2 separate regions of the Muntiacus reevesi genome follow, and region 2 is linked to region 1. The links are chromatin contacts, called in public Hi-C maps. All regions are on one chromosome and are shown on one strand. Each heading gives the region's core, a stretch centred on a gene start, on an enhancer-like site or on the middle of the called end of the contact. The rest is flanking DNA. Distances are from core to core; before and after follow the strand shown.

Region 1 (7,423 bases), core at 137-2,636:
CGTGACGGACGCTCGGGACGCCGAACTCACCTGATCACCGGGCTGTAGGGGCTCCGGGAGCGGCGCCAGCTGCTGCTGCTGTAGGGGCTGGGGGACACGTCGCCGCCGCGCTCGTAGGAACTGTGGCGGCTGTAGCTGGGGGAGCGGCGGCGGCTGTAGGGGCTCGGGGAGCGGGCCAGCCGCCGCGAGTAGGGGCTGCTGCCACCTCCCGCCGGACTGGGAGACTTGCGGCTCCGCAGGCTCTGCGAGGCCCGGTGGGACACCGGGCTGTCGTCCCGGCCTCCCAGCGGGCTCAGGGACCGCTGCCGCCGCCTGTAGGCCTTGGGCTCGGTCTTGTCCTCCCGATAGGCCTTGGGCGGCTCCTTATAGGCCGAAGGCGGTTCTTTGGACGATTTAGTCCGGCTCCGATGGGCCTTCGGGTCTCGGTCCTTACGGCTGCTGCTGCTGCTGGACGTTGCCGAGGCGCTTTTCCGCCGGCCGCCGCTGCTGCTGCTGCTGCCGCTCTTGGCGGCCTCGGCCCGCTCCTCGCCGCCGTGGCCGTGGCGGCTGCGGGACTTGGAGGCCTCGCCGCCGCCGCGCTGCCCGTCCCGCCGTCGGTGCTCGCGGTGGCGATCTTTGCTGCGGCCGCTGCTGCTGCGGCGGTCCCGGCGGGGCCTGCGCTCCGACCCCTCCCCGCGACGCTGGGTGCCGGAGGAGGAGGCCGGACTCCCGCCGCTGCCCCCCGTTCCCCCGGCAGCCGTCGCCGCCGTTGCCGCGCTGGCCCCCCCCAGCAGCAGCCCCTGCTCGGACTGGGAGCTTACATCCTCGTACTCCACCAGCGGGGTCACACCCCCGCCGCTACTAGCACCGCCACCGCCGTCCTGCTGCGGCTGGGGCAGCGAGAAGACCCGACGCTTCTCCGCCTCCTGCCCGGCGCGGGGTCCGCGGCGCCGCTTCTGCCGCCCTCCTGCGCGCCTCTTGCCTCTCGCCAGCCGCTTGACCTCCAGAGGGGGGCCCGGGCTGAAGCAAGAGGAGGAGGCCGCGGCGGCGGCGGCTGCGGCGGCGGCCGTGCCGGGAGCAGCCAGGAAGAGCAGAGGCGGCGGGGGCGGCGGCGGTTGCAGGAGCTGCGGCTGCAGGAGCGGCAACAGCAGCGGCGGCTGCTGAGGGGACAGGAATCGCCTCCGTTTGCGGCGTTCCTCCAACTTCTTCTCCGCCCAGCTCAAGCCCCCGCCTCCCCCCAGCGCCGTGTCCGAGCTGCTCGGCATCGCCTAGAGCCCGCCGCAGAGCGCGGCGCGGGTGCGGCCTCCTCCCGGGTCAGATCCTGGCCATCTCCCCCGCCGGAAACGGGAACGGCGGCAGCAACGGCGGAGGGACACCGAGCACCAGGGCCGTCCGGGAGATGCGCCACGATAATCCGGATCGGGACTTGGGTCCCTGGGTTCCAGGTCACAGTGGGGTACGTAGCGGCCTCCGGGCCCGAGGGCAGCCGGACTCCGGGCGGAGGAGCTCCCGATCGCTCTCGTCGTCCTGGCTTCAGCCGCAAAAACACCAGATGCGCCGGGCGCTGACCTGCGGGGGAGTCCGGAGTCCTCCAAGTGCCCCCCAGGGGTGGGGGGAGCGGCCTCGGCTGCGCTCTCGGCTCCGGTAGCGCAACGCGGAAGTACCACCTTCGTCGCCGCTTCACTTCATCGCGCCCTGACGTTGGGTGCGAGTTCAGGGGAGGGGAGTGGGCGAGACAACAACACGCCTCCGCCGCCTCCTCCTCCTCCTCAGCGTCGACGTCGTCCTCCTGTAGTGGCGGCGACACACGACGGGCGCCTAGGAAGTGGCCTGGGCCTGACAACAACTCCCGGCCTAAGGCCTCGCGCACTCTGCGGCCCGCAGGGACGGTCGGCGGGGCGGGGCGAGGCGGGGGCGACCCGGCTGCGGCTCACGGTTGGGGCAGCGAGTGTGCGGGGCTGGGCGGGGGGCTGTTTCCGGGGAGATGGGGGCGGGGGGGGCGTTTCTGAGTCTGAGGCGGTGGGTAGGGGCCCTGACTTTCTTCTTCCTCCGCCGCCGCGAGCAGCGGTGGCGGTGCTGCCCTTTCCCTTCGCTCCCCCCCTCCACGAGGAGGCTCCTGGAGTGCGCGGCCGGCCCGGCTCGCTCCTCCCCTTCCCTCTCCGCTCTTCGTCAGGAGGAGGGAGGACGACGGGACTTGCTGGTTGGGCCCTAACCTCCGCAACCCCTCCTTCTAGCCTCGCTCTTTCGGCCTTTCCCCTCGGCCCTGACGCAAGGCCGGGGGCGCGCACGCATGTCGCGCTCCGAGAAAGCCGAAGGTGACTGGTGTCAGGGGCAAAGGAGGCGGGAACAAAGTTACCGCGCACGGACGTGCTCGCTTCCGCCAAGCGGCTGGCTCCGGGCCGGAAGTGACGTAAGTAGAGACAGCTTCACGTCCGGTGAGGGTGGGCCTCTGTGTGAAGAAGGGTTAAAGAAAGAAGATTCATGTGCCGCCCACTGCTGTCGCTGGAGAATCGCAGTAATGGCACGTTGGTCGTGCCTGTTGCTTGCATCCAACGCGCGCTGCCGGCTCCGGATCACCGCAGGCGCCGTACCGCCTGCCTGTTGAAAGGTCATGGCGAGAGCGAGAATCTGAAGACTCAGGAATACGCCCTTAATGGCTTTTTGGGCCGGGTAGCCACCCCGTCGTCTACCCTCAGCCAAGCCCGGGAGTTGGAACAGCTGCGAGAAGGGAAGAGAGGGCGCCCTGCAAAAGAGGGTGGAGGTGGCATTAGCTTAAACTATGTCATGTACTCCCAAGTTCCAGGCCCCGTGTTAACATAAAAACAGTTGTAAATCAGAGTCTGGAGTTTTCATTCCAGTGCTGAAGTTAAAATAACAAATAAGAGGAATAATGAAACGTCACGAGGGTCTCAGAATTATTACCAACGGCCTTGAAGTCAAAACACCTTGCTCAAATGAGAATTGTCATCTTGTCACTTCACCCTCTTTCACCTTAACTATCTAAATCTGTGGGTCTGCAGAACATAACCATTTAGTGATCTCAGGTCTCACTTTTTGCATTACCAGCCTTGTCTTTCAGTTATGTCCTGGGCACTTAAGACAATGAGATTAAAACTTAAATGACTTACTGTTTTTTGGGTTTTTTTAATTGACGTATACAGTTGATTCAAACTGTTGTGATAGTTAATGGTGTATAGCAAAGTGAATCCGGTATACATATATCCATTCTTTTTAAGAATTCTTTTTCCACATAGGTGTTTACAAAGTATTGAGTAGAGTTCCCTGTGCTATATCTTACTGGCTTTTATTATAGTTGCAAAGAAAAGCTGAGTACTGTGTTGTGGCCACATGTAGTCACCCCTTTTCAAGTTTATTTGTTCAGTCCATCAGTTTGTTCTTGGTTCTTAAGCACTTGATATCCGTCTTTAATTCATGCTTTAGTGTAAATAATTTTAATTGATTTGACATCCTCTAACACTGTATCTAAGTCTGGATTCATCTAAGATAAAATCAGACTTTCCTAAAAGAAAGTACAAAAGGTGTTGGCTGAAGGGTAGGTGATCTTGAAATCAGTTCATTTCCCAGGAGACCACACAGTAGGACCTACCATGCAGCTAGAAGGATGTGATAAGTGCATTGGGAAACTGAATAGTAAGAAGCAAGGCGCCTAAAAAACGTTTCTCCGTGGCAGTATTGCTGAATGAATTTCTTGCAGCCTAAACTAGCTGGCAAGCAGCTTTTTCCAAAAACTAGGATCAGGCTGCGCTATCATCCTACTTTGAAGGGCCTGGAATAATAGAACAAGGAGAGCAAAACAGGTTTATCTAGCAGTTCCTCACATGCAACAAATTTCATGTAAGAATACCATCTTCTATTCTGTACTTGCAAAGAAAACTCTTTCCATAGAAAACGAGTAGCATACAATCTAAGTTGCAAACAGAAAACATGTACTAAAATATTTTTAGTATTGTTCTGCCACCCTGTATGTTTCTACAAAGATTCCATCTTGGGCAGGGATTGGGGTGGGGGGAAATGGGGAGAAGACCAAGAAGTGAGGCACCTTGAGCTCCCCAAAGAGAGCTACTCTCATGCTTTGAAATACTAATAATTAACAGGGTTCAAACTCCCCAAAAATGAGAAAAGACCTTTAAATTACAAATCATATGTTTCTATAAGCTTGTCTACTTACCTTCATTGTAAAGAGACTTTCAATTGCCACCTGAGACTATATTTTAGCCTTTTACTGTTTGTGTGTTATGTCATATTGTCTACTGGTTTTTAGAAGAGAGAAAAGGAGGTGGTAAGTTTTCTTTTGTTTGTTTTCTTTGTTTAATAGCTCATATCATACCATATCAACTGTTCTTAAAGTATAGCCTGAGACTACAACTTTTTCAATGAATCATGCAGTCAAAACTATTTTCATAATAAGACATGATTTGTCCTTATTCTTCTCATTTTTTCACAGATCTACCGTGGAGTTTTCCAGAGGCAACGTGACATGTGATGATTGTGTCATATGTTTTCTAGAATGTTCTAAAGTATTAGGTTTCTGAAATGTGTGAACATTTGAAATATCTGCCTAACTCAGTGAAACAATATTTTCCAACTGAATAATGGATGATGTTACAAAATCATGAGTTAAAGATTCATTCAAAGTGCAGAACAGACTGATGTGCTTTAATGTAACAGTACAAAAAGTTAATTGATATGATTTCAGATCTCAATTTATAATAAACCTTTAAGAAACTACTGTGGAGGGGCTTCCCTGGTGGCTCAGATGGTAAAGAAACTACTGTGGAGTTTTGGTGTAGTATCAAAGAATAACCATAATTATCTAGAAAAGCTATTAAAATACTCCCTCACTTTTCCAACAGTGTATCATATTCATACTTTTCTATCATAACGTATTGCAACAAATTCAACCCTACTAAACCAGTCCAAAAAATCTGTAGAAAGGTAAAACATGGACCCTCTAACAGTTTTTATTTTATAAAGATAGTTTCTTTCATTTAAATATGTTAGTTGTGTTAATACTTGATGAAGTTATCTTAAGTGAATAAAATAATTTTTTCGGCCACAAAGAGTGGCTTGAGGGATCCTAGTTCTTTGACCAAGGATCCAGTCCAGGCCCTTGACAGTGAAAGTGTGGAGTCCCAAGCACTGTACTGCCAGGGAATTACCTAAATGAATATTTTTAAATTGTCTCTATTTTTATTTCTAATATCAATAGATATAACTCATATAAACTAAAGCTTTTTTATGGTGCTCAAATTTTTTTTTAAAGTGTAAAGGGATCTTCAGACCAAAACCTTTGAGAGATGTTACACAAAACCGTTAAAATTCCACTTCTTCCATTCATGCTTCTGATGGTATGAACACTTCACAGGTCATGCACTGTAATTCCAGCATCTTCCTTGTAACTAAGAATTTCTGCAGTATCTTTCAACATTGCTCCTCCTTTAGAGAGGTTGGATGTTTAACTTTCAGTTAGGTTTTTCTTAGTCTTGAAAAACTTAAACTCTCCTTATTTCAGCCCACTATCCTTTATCATAAAGAAGAATATCAAGCTTAGTATTGTTAAAAGAGAGAAAAGCAAAGCCAAAACAATAAAACTTTTCAATTCAATAATAAAATCAAATATTGACTAGTATCTACCGAACACTTTCTGTGTGTCAGGCTTTGTCCTATGTGCTTTATATTTATTTTCTCATTTAATTCTCTCAACTGCCTCTAAGGGGCTTCCCAAGTGGCACAGGGTAAAGAATCCACCTGCCAATGCAAGAGACATGGGTTCAGTCCCTGGCAGGAAAGATCCCATGCAGTAGGAAATGGTAATCTGCTCCAGTATTCTTGCCTGGAAAATTTCATGGACAGAAAATCGTGGCAGGCTACTGTCCATGGGGTTTCAAAGAGTCCCATGCAACTAAGCATGCACACTCACACCTGCGTTTAAAAATAGAATAACCATAGTCCTCAGCTTGCCTGGAGTAGTCCTTGCTTGTGCCACTTGTACAAGCATGATTATTAATAATATCCCCCTTCCAATATGGGGCTTCCCTGGTGGCTCAGATGGTAAAGCGTCTGCCTGCAATGTGGGAGAACAGGGTTCAATCCCTGGGTCAGGAAGACCCTCTGGAGAAGGAAATGACAACCCACTCTAGTACTCTTGTCTGGAAAATTCCATGGATGGAGGAGTCTGCTAGGCTACAGTCCATGATATCTCAAAGAGTTGAACATGACTGAGCAGCTTCACTCACTCCAGAATATAAATTTTTCAAGTTTGGACACAAATTATCTGATCACCTTTCCTGTAAAAAGTACTATCAGCAGTTTACAAATTAGGAAACCAAGGCATGGAGAGATTGAGTGTCTTGCCTAAAGTATACTGCTAGTTAATGTGGATCTGGGATCCTAAAGAATAATGAACTGTTCCATAATGATATCAGTGCTCTTAGATTTATGTTGATCCTGACTATAGTAATATATTCCAGAGAATAAGAAAATAACACACAAAATCTTATGATAAAATTTTAAGTTCGGTTTCAGTAGTAGAACACTAGGTGATAGATGTGTTCTTCCCACCCTCATGTTTTACACAGTTCAGAGGCCCACAGTTGCTATCAACACTTTGCAGAAAAGCAATGCTGCTTTTGTCTCTCTGTGTGTGTGTGTGTGTGTGTGTGTGTGTGTGTGTGTGTGCATGTGTTGGGGGTGGAAGGGGAGCAGTTCTTGCTGGTTCTATAAAGCTGAAGGATGCCTATTTGTAAAACAGGACTTGTGGGTGAAACTAAGAGGCCTTCCTGATCAGGGTTCTCCCTGATCATAAGGAAGGAACACTAGTTTTAATGGCTGTATAAGTGTGCCTGGCTTAAAACAACATCTCCCAGCACTTCTTGCAGATGGAGGATGTGACCATACTATACAGTCTTGGCCAATAAAATCTAAGTGGAAGTTGTTGGATGAGATTTCTGAGAATGCTTTCTTAAAATGGAAGGCCAATGTAGCTGACCTTGCCTTTTATTTTTCTTTACAACTGGATCTCAAATGCAATACTGGAGCTTGGGCAACCATCTTGCAACTACAAAGGAACAAGCACATGTTAAGGATGGCTGGGTTAAGGAAAGAGAGCAAGACCTGACTCTCTGAGGACATTGTCAGTTCAGTTCAGTTCAGTTGCTTAGTTGTGTCCAACTCTTTGCGACCCCATGGACTACAGCACGCCAGGCCTCCCTGTCCATCACCAACTACCAGAGCTTACTCAAACTCATGTCCATTGAGTCGGAGATGCCATCCAACCATTTCATCCTCTGTTGTCCCCTTCTCCTCCGACCCTCAAATTTTCTCAGCATCAGGGTCTGTTCCAATGAGTTAGTTCTTCACATCAGGTGACCACAATATTGCAACTTCAGCTTCAGCATCGGTCCTTCCAATGAATATTCAGAAT
Region 2 (6,809 bases), core at 1,960-4,459, 180 kb after region 1:
TTTTAGAGCTAAAGAAAAAAAAGAAGAATAACTGTTACTAATGGGGGCTGGAGGATAATTTCCTGTATCTCCTTCGGTCCAAGAAAGAGCTAAAAAACAAGATTTCAGGAAAGGTCACTACAAACAAGCCTCCAACAGTCTTCTTAAATAGGGACTATTCAGCTACTTGAAAGGTAAAAAGTAATCATCAAAGTTGAGTTCCTGATGGTCTACTCTCCCAGGACGCTTACACGAACAATGCCCAACCATTTTTTCATCATGGCACACGCGGAAGGGGATAACATATGAAAGGTCATAAACAGAAGACTGGCTGCTGTCTGAAGCCACCTGGCCAGGGTCAGTGGTTACCCCAGGCCCCATTTGATGGCCAAGAATACTGAGGAGATCAGTATCTTTGCTATCTTAAAGCTCAGCTAAATCAAAAATTGAATTTTTTCTCAGTCTTTTAGGATTAATTGCAATAGCCAATGCTCTAAGCAATCATTACTTCAAAATCCTGACAACGTTACTCACTCGTGCCCAGCTTCCAGCAATTAACTTCACTTAGCCTTGGTAAACTATGGAAAAGTTACCTCCTGTAGTGTGGAGATTAAAAATAATACAAGTAAAGTTCTTATCACAGTGCTTGGCAGGCAATCAATGCTATTACCAAGAGGGTTGTTAAAATAAGGGAAATCTGACCTCTGTATAGTGGTTACGTCACTGAGATAAGAAACTGCAGGCTTCGGTCTCCTGAGTGTCTAAAATGAAAAATTTCATAAAACAATGAAAACCATGAACCATCTCCCTACTTCTTCAAAATCACAATCTTTTCCCCATGAATACTCAAAGCCTCTTAATCCAATATTTTAAAAGTAACTGTCTTTGCAATCCATGTACTTGTGCATATTACACTGGTACACAGATACAAGAAGTGATACTGATACATTTATTTCTGTTCTGCAGAAGCACAGATATTTGGAGAGAAAAGAAGGTATCAGCGCTTTTTTATCTCAACCTCACTACAGTGAAAATAACCCAACCAAACACAGGCAAAAATTATCTCCCTGATCAAATGGTAGACAATATTCTTTCCTACAATTAGCTCCCTTTCCCTGAAAGCCCTGCAAAGAAAGTGTTGTATGAAGAATTACTTCAAAATAATTGATACAGATGACTGCACACTCAGCAGACACACGGGAGAACAGCATCTGGATCGCTGAAAAATCGTGTGAAAGTGGCTATTGGTAAGTCATGTCAAGGTCGTAGCAAGAGGACTTGTTATGTCAGACTTTATGTACCCATGGGGAAAAAATGAGCCATTATAAGCAATTTTGCGATGTACCACACTATCCCAACAGTGGTAACTCCTGATTTTCTGTTTGATTACGATAGGGTATGGTTACAAACTCCAAACACAATTTACTATCACCAGGAAATCCTGATAATCCTGGGCAAAAAAGCTCAAGTGGTAAACATTTCCCACTGAATACAAGTTATTATAATGACCAATCACAACACCCCAAATATAATTTTAATCTTTCAGAGGAGGAGAGTTTTGGAAGGATGGCAAACGATTCTTCTTGATTTGTCCTTTGACCATACTAAAGAACGGAAAGACAAAGCAAAATTTGCATGTGCCCCCAAACTGAAACAAAAACACAAACAAAAAACCTTAGCCCAACAAAATAAATGACTACTAGAAGGCAACTGTGAGATCACCTATACATCCATTCACTCGGTGAAGAACTGTGTGAAAAACTTCTATATTCTGGGCACATGCCATGTAAGCACAGGGATGAGAAAGACATGACTCTGACCCTTAAGAAATTAAAAAACTAAAAATAATGTTTTAAGCATCACGAGTCATTTTATAATATTGCATTAATATAGACAAAAACGTAAGCTAATAAGACACATTGAAATATACTAATAAACATAAGCTAAGAGGAATACCTTTCCTTCGGTGGAAATGAATTTACTAATGAAATGTGTTATTCAATATGTGGAGCATGATTAAAATCGGAATTTATTTCCAGGACAAGAATTAACTCATGACACATATTTTATAACGATCCTCTCCCCGCCTCCCCCTCCCGACACAATTCGTAAATTAGGTGCTTTTTAGCTTCACAGGTAGGGCGTGGTCCCGGAGTTCTCAAACAACGTCAATGACACTTGGATGAGCTCTCACAAGTCTGGACATTCAGGTTCCCGAGAAAAGGCCAGTCAACTCCCTGATTCTCCCTAAACCTTGAAACAACACTGCCACCTCTCTGCGCCGTCACCTCCGCCCACTTACACACAGATACCCAGCCTGGAGCACACATATCACATCTTTCACTTTTGGAAAACCTTTAGAACGAACCACCGAGGAAACACCCCCTTGCTCAAAACACCCTTATCGCGTCCTCGTTTCAGAGGTTTGATTCTGGACTATTGGCTAAACCTGTACAGGAGCACAGGACCAGTTATTTAGTTCAGTGCGGACCATCTAATGACTTCAACCTGTAAAACCCATTCCTTTAACTGGCACAAAACCCCACCAGTGATGTTTAAAAAGCAACTGCCCGCAAACAGACAAGGAGAGGAAGAAAGAGAAGGAGGGGAGAGGGGCGGAGTGAGGCGCGGGGACTGCGGCGACGGGTCCCCCAGGTCGCGGGCACCGCCCAGGCGGGGACCTCGGCGCGGCGGGCCAGAGATACAGGGTGACCTTCCGACGAGGCCAACTCAACGGGGTGCCGGGCTCGGGGGACCCCGCCGCAACCGCCCTCTCTCGGGAAGTGCACTAGCCCGCACAGCAGCGAACACGGCGCCCCGGATTCCAGCTCGGGCTCGTCCCGCAGCTGGTTCCCGGGCAGAACGCGGGAGGTGCAATCTCGGCGTCCGGGCCCTGCGCCTGGGCCTCGGATCGCCGCCGCCCAGACACACCCCCGCCGCCGCCCGGGCGGCCCCAATCCTTCCCGGGTCGGCCCTGGTGGGCACCGCTCACCTGCACCGCAAGCCGGTCAGCCGCCCCGTGGGCTCCGGAAGCCGCGGCTGAGCTGGCTCCACCCGGATATTGCCCCGCTCTTGTAGCCTAGGAGGCTCCGCGCCGGGAGCGGCAAAAGGAGGAGTCCGACAGGCGGCGGTGGAGCCTGGGCGGCAGGAGGAGGTGGAGGAGGACTCCGGGCGCTCGGCTCTCGGGAGATCCACCCTCCTCCTGGCCGCTCTGCAGCAGCTGCCGCCGATCACTTCCGGGGCGCTGGGGAGTGGGGCGGGGCCGGCTGGGAAGCAACTTCCTGTCTGCGAGCGGAGAGGAGGGTGGGGGGCCGGGTCTGGAGAACAATGGCCGGAGGGCGCGGGCTCTCCCCTGTCCACTCTGTGAGTGTTGAAGGCGGGCTTCACGGCCTTTAGGGCGGCTCCACCCCCGGCTGTCTGCGCCAGCGAGGTGAAGTCACCTCCCGGGGGCCCGGGAGTGGCCGCGGGCCTCGCAGAGTTTCCCGGATCTCGGCGCCACGACGTCCTTGTCTCTCTTCTGGGGACCAGGAGGGGGTTTTTGGAAGGAGGGGGGAGAGCGAAGGCCGCCATCTTGCTTCTAGAGGGCAGCCCCTTCTCCCGAGGCGTCCTAGGGTGGAGGCAACTTTTCTGTGACCGGGGTTTCCCGAGTGGAGCCGGCGACGTGGGTCGTCGCGGGCCGAATCCCGGGAGATGAGTCAGTCGCCTGCCCTGGCTGGAAGGTCTGGTGGCCGCCCTGGGCCTCTTATCCTCCTGCTGATCCCTAAAGAATTGGCATCGGTGGATAGTCGGATCCTTTGCTGAGGATTCCCGAGCCTCCTACGACAGTGCGGCTCTGATGTATGGTGTGGCATTGAGATCAACCCGCAGCCCCATCGTGTAATTTGGGAACCTAAATTGGAAGTAGTTCCACTAAATCGTTTGCTTTATTTAATCCATCCACAGGTTCGAAGTAAGAGCGTTAGACTAATACCCGTTAGCAGCTACAGTCTTGTCTCTTGATACTTAACTCCCTTCTCCTCCAGCCTCCCCACCCTCCAACTGAGTATCAACTCGGCTCTTGACACAGTCCATTCAAAGGATGCCCACTCTAATGAAAACAAGTAACTATGGTTGGAAGTGTAGTATATCAAGGTATAGAGAGAAAAGAACGGATGAGTTTACTGAAACTGCTTTAAGCTTTTAAGGGGGATTTTACAGCACCAAAAAGGGGTGGGGTGGCAAATCCAGATCCTGACAAAAAAGGACTGCAGCAAAGGAACAAATAGTATTGAAAAGTCTGAGTAGTAATTACAGGACTTAAAAGTTCAAGCCTGGGCTGCTGAAAAAGATGAACCTGAAGTAGCAGACAGGAGCCAAACATGAACCGTCTTATGCTGTGCTGAGGCAATGAATAGAGGAATGGCCTTGGACAGATTGATAATACAATTTAAATTGGTGGGGGATAGATTAGCTGAGGGGAGGAGCAGGGCAAGCAGAGAGCTTGTAGACCAGGGGCCATTATAGAAATCAAGAGAAAAGAATCATAATGTGAGTGGCAGTGAACAACCAAAGATGAATTCCTAAAGTACAGAATGACAAATGAACTGGTTATGACAATTGATTCGTGGGGGGCAGGTGCTTGCTGGGTAAAAGAATGGAAATGGAAATGGCTGTAATTATGTCTTGTCCTGCTTTTGGGGGGAGGATAAAGGTGTATTTTACAAATAGGGAAGGATTGGGATGGGGTGGGGTGTAGAAAATAACTGCCATTTTGGACCTGGTGGATTTTAAGTGTGGATGGTGCTGTCTAATGGCAGTTCCTATCTATATATCTAGAGCTCTGGGTAGGATGTGGTATGAAGTAACAAACACCACAGGCTTGTATTACCACATTCAAGCCAACTGTGCAGTCTTGCTTCATTGAGCACAGATTTAAAACCACTTCTCCTTTCTTCCTACTTTTTCTTGGGAAAAATGGTGAAGTATTACATTAAAAAAAATCCCCATGTGGTGATACATAATGATCTTCCAAGGACAATAAAAGTTAGGCTTGTGCTAAGTCACTTCAGCCGTGACTCTTTGTGATCGATCCCACGAACTGTAGCCCACCAGGCTCCTCTGTCAGTGGGAGTCTCCAGGCAAGACTATTGGAGTGGGTCTTTCTGACCCGGGATCTAACCCACATCTCCTGTGTCTCCTGCATTGCAGGCAGATTCTTTAGCACTGAACCATCTGGGAAGCCTATAAAACTTAGGCTTGCAAAAGCTGAATATGACAATTATAACTAGTATAGCATAATATTTTTTAAGAGTCTTTTTTTGATTTTATTAAAAGCAGATGAGTATTTATTTACTTGGCCCCATGGTACACCATCGGGGATCATAGTTCCCTGACTAGGGATCAAACCTATGTCCTCTGCTTTAGTAGTACAGAGTCTTAACCACTGAACTGTCAGGGAAATCCATTTCCCTATCTTTGTTACTTTAATTAAATTTTAAAAATTTAATAATTGACAAGGCATTAGTTAAACTGGCCATAGATGGAGGATTGAGGATGGTAGACTGCACGGATACCTGTTGAATGGAGAACTAGAAGGATGATGACTTTCAGAAGAGTGAACAATGCAAACACAATGAAAGATAACTTCAAGTTAATTAGTGAGCCTGTCTCAGCTGCTTCTTGGTTGTTTACAGCTATGCTAACCTACCTTTAAACAGTCAGAATGGATCATTTTTGAGCAGAGGCTTCAGAAAGTCACATGTAGCAAAAGCCCTATAAATAGTAGCTACAGCAACAAACCAAAGACTAATTATTAGTTATAATATATTCCTGCATACCAGCATTTTTTAAATACACAAAAAAATAAACTCTCACCTTTAGTTTTTAGATTATTCAAATACATTATTCTCAATTTTCCTGGAATAGGATTACATTTAGGTGTAGTAAACAACCATGTAATGGATAATATACTGAACTCGAAATGAGAACAATGATCTTGAGGTCCAAAGTTCTTTTCACCATATGACCCCAGCAAAGTCATTTAACCTCTCAGTGCCCTAGTTTCTTTGACTATAAAATAGAGTTAATAATAACTTTCTACCAGTCTGCCTCTCAGAGATATTACAAGAAATGACATATTATATATTGCTTTAAAAGCTCTTTGAGGTACTTGGATGAAAGGGCATAATGGTAAGTATATGTTATTAATAATCAGCACTAAAATCCAGTAGAATGCATGAGCATTCCGAAATCTGCTGCCTGGACAACTCAAAGAACATGCAGGATTCTGTGTTAAAATATACTTGGATTTCTTCTTGACTTGTTAATTTAATTTTTCTTGTTTATAAACCTACCTTATATATGAGGAAAAAAGATAAGAAGTTTTAGTAACTATAATTCTTACATTTGCTTGTAGCTAATTATGCTTTTGGGAGAAGTATAAGGTATGTATGCTTTTGTCAGAATCATGTTTTAGAATTAACAATCAGTTTACTGCAGTCATTTAACTGGAATTTTCTATTAAAGCATTACTCACATCCCCATAGAATAGTAATTTACATGTAGTTACATGTATGAGGTATGAAGGTAAGTGCATTCCTGTAAATCTGTCATTTTCATCATTGTTTAATCAAAAATATATAATACATAGTCCTCTGAGTTCTTGTCCAGCATCTATCCCCAAAGGAGATGAAATTTTGCCTCTTAGATTGCTGCCTTCAGTATTTCTCTTTTGAAAGGTGTATGTGTATATAAACATAAATTTAAATATATTCATGGCTATATAATGTGCATGTTTATTTTTAGATACCTGCTTATATATCAATTTATAAAAAATATATTAATGAACAATA

What was found. A called contact is a pair of places that touch in the nucleus more often than the background predicts.
Region 2: a contact with region 1 is called in a Hi-C map of muscle, with 4 times the contacts expected there. The contact joins the promoter of RALA here to the promoter of CDK13 in region 1. A contact is called at or near these places in 2 of 3 Hi-C or Micro-C datasets (blood and muscle).

The regions. Positions count from the first base shown.
Region 1 is chr6:76,904,019-76,911,441 of mMunRee1.1, forward strand. CDK13 (cyclin dependent kinase 13) reads right to left here and starts at 1,387. Exons shown (of 14, transcript XM_065938553.1): 1 at 31-1,387. The coding sequence starts at 1,244. LOC136170327 reads left to right here and starts at 1,379. Exons shown (of 5, transcript XM_065938484.1): 1 at 1,379-1,623; 2 at 1,697-1,914; 3 at 2,214-2,389. The coding sequence starts at 1,379.
Region 2 is chr6:77,078,494-77,085,302 of mMunRee1.1, forward strand. It overlaps RALA (RAS like proto-oncogene A), which reads right to left and starts at 3,210. Exons shown (of 5, transcript XM_065939134.1): 1 at 2,972-3,210.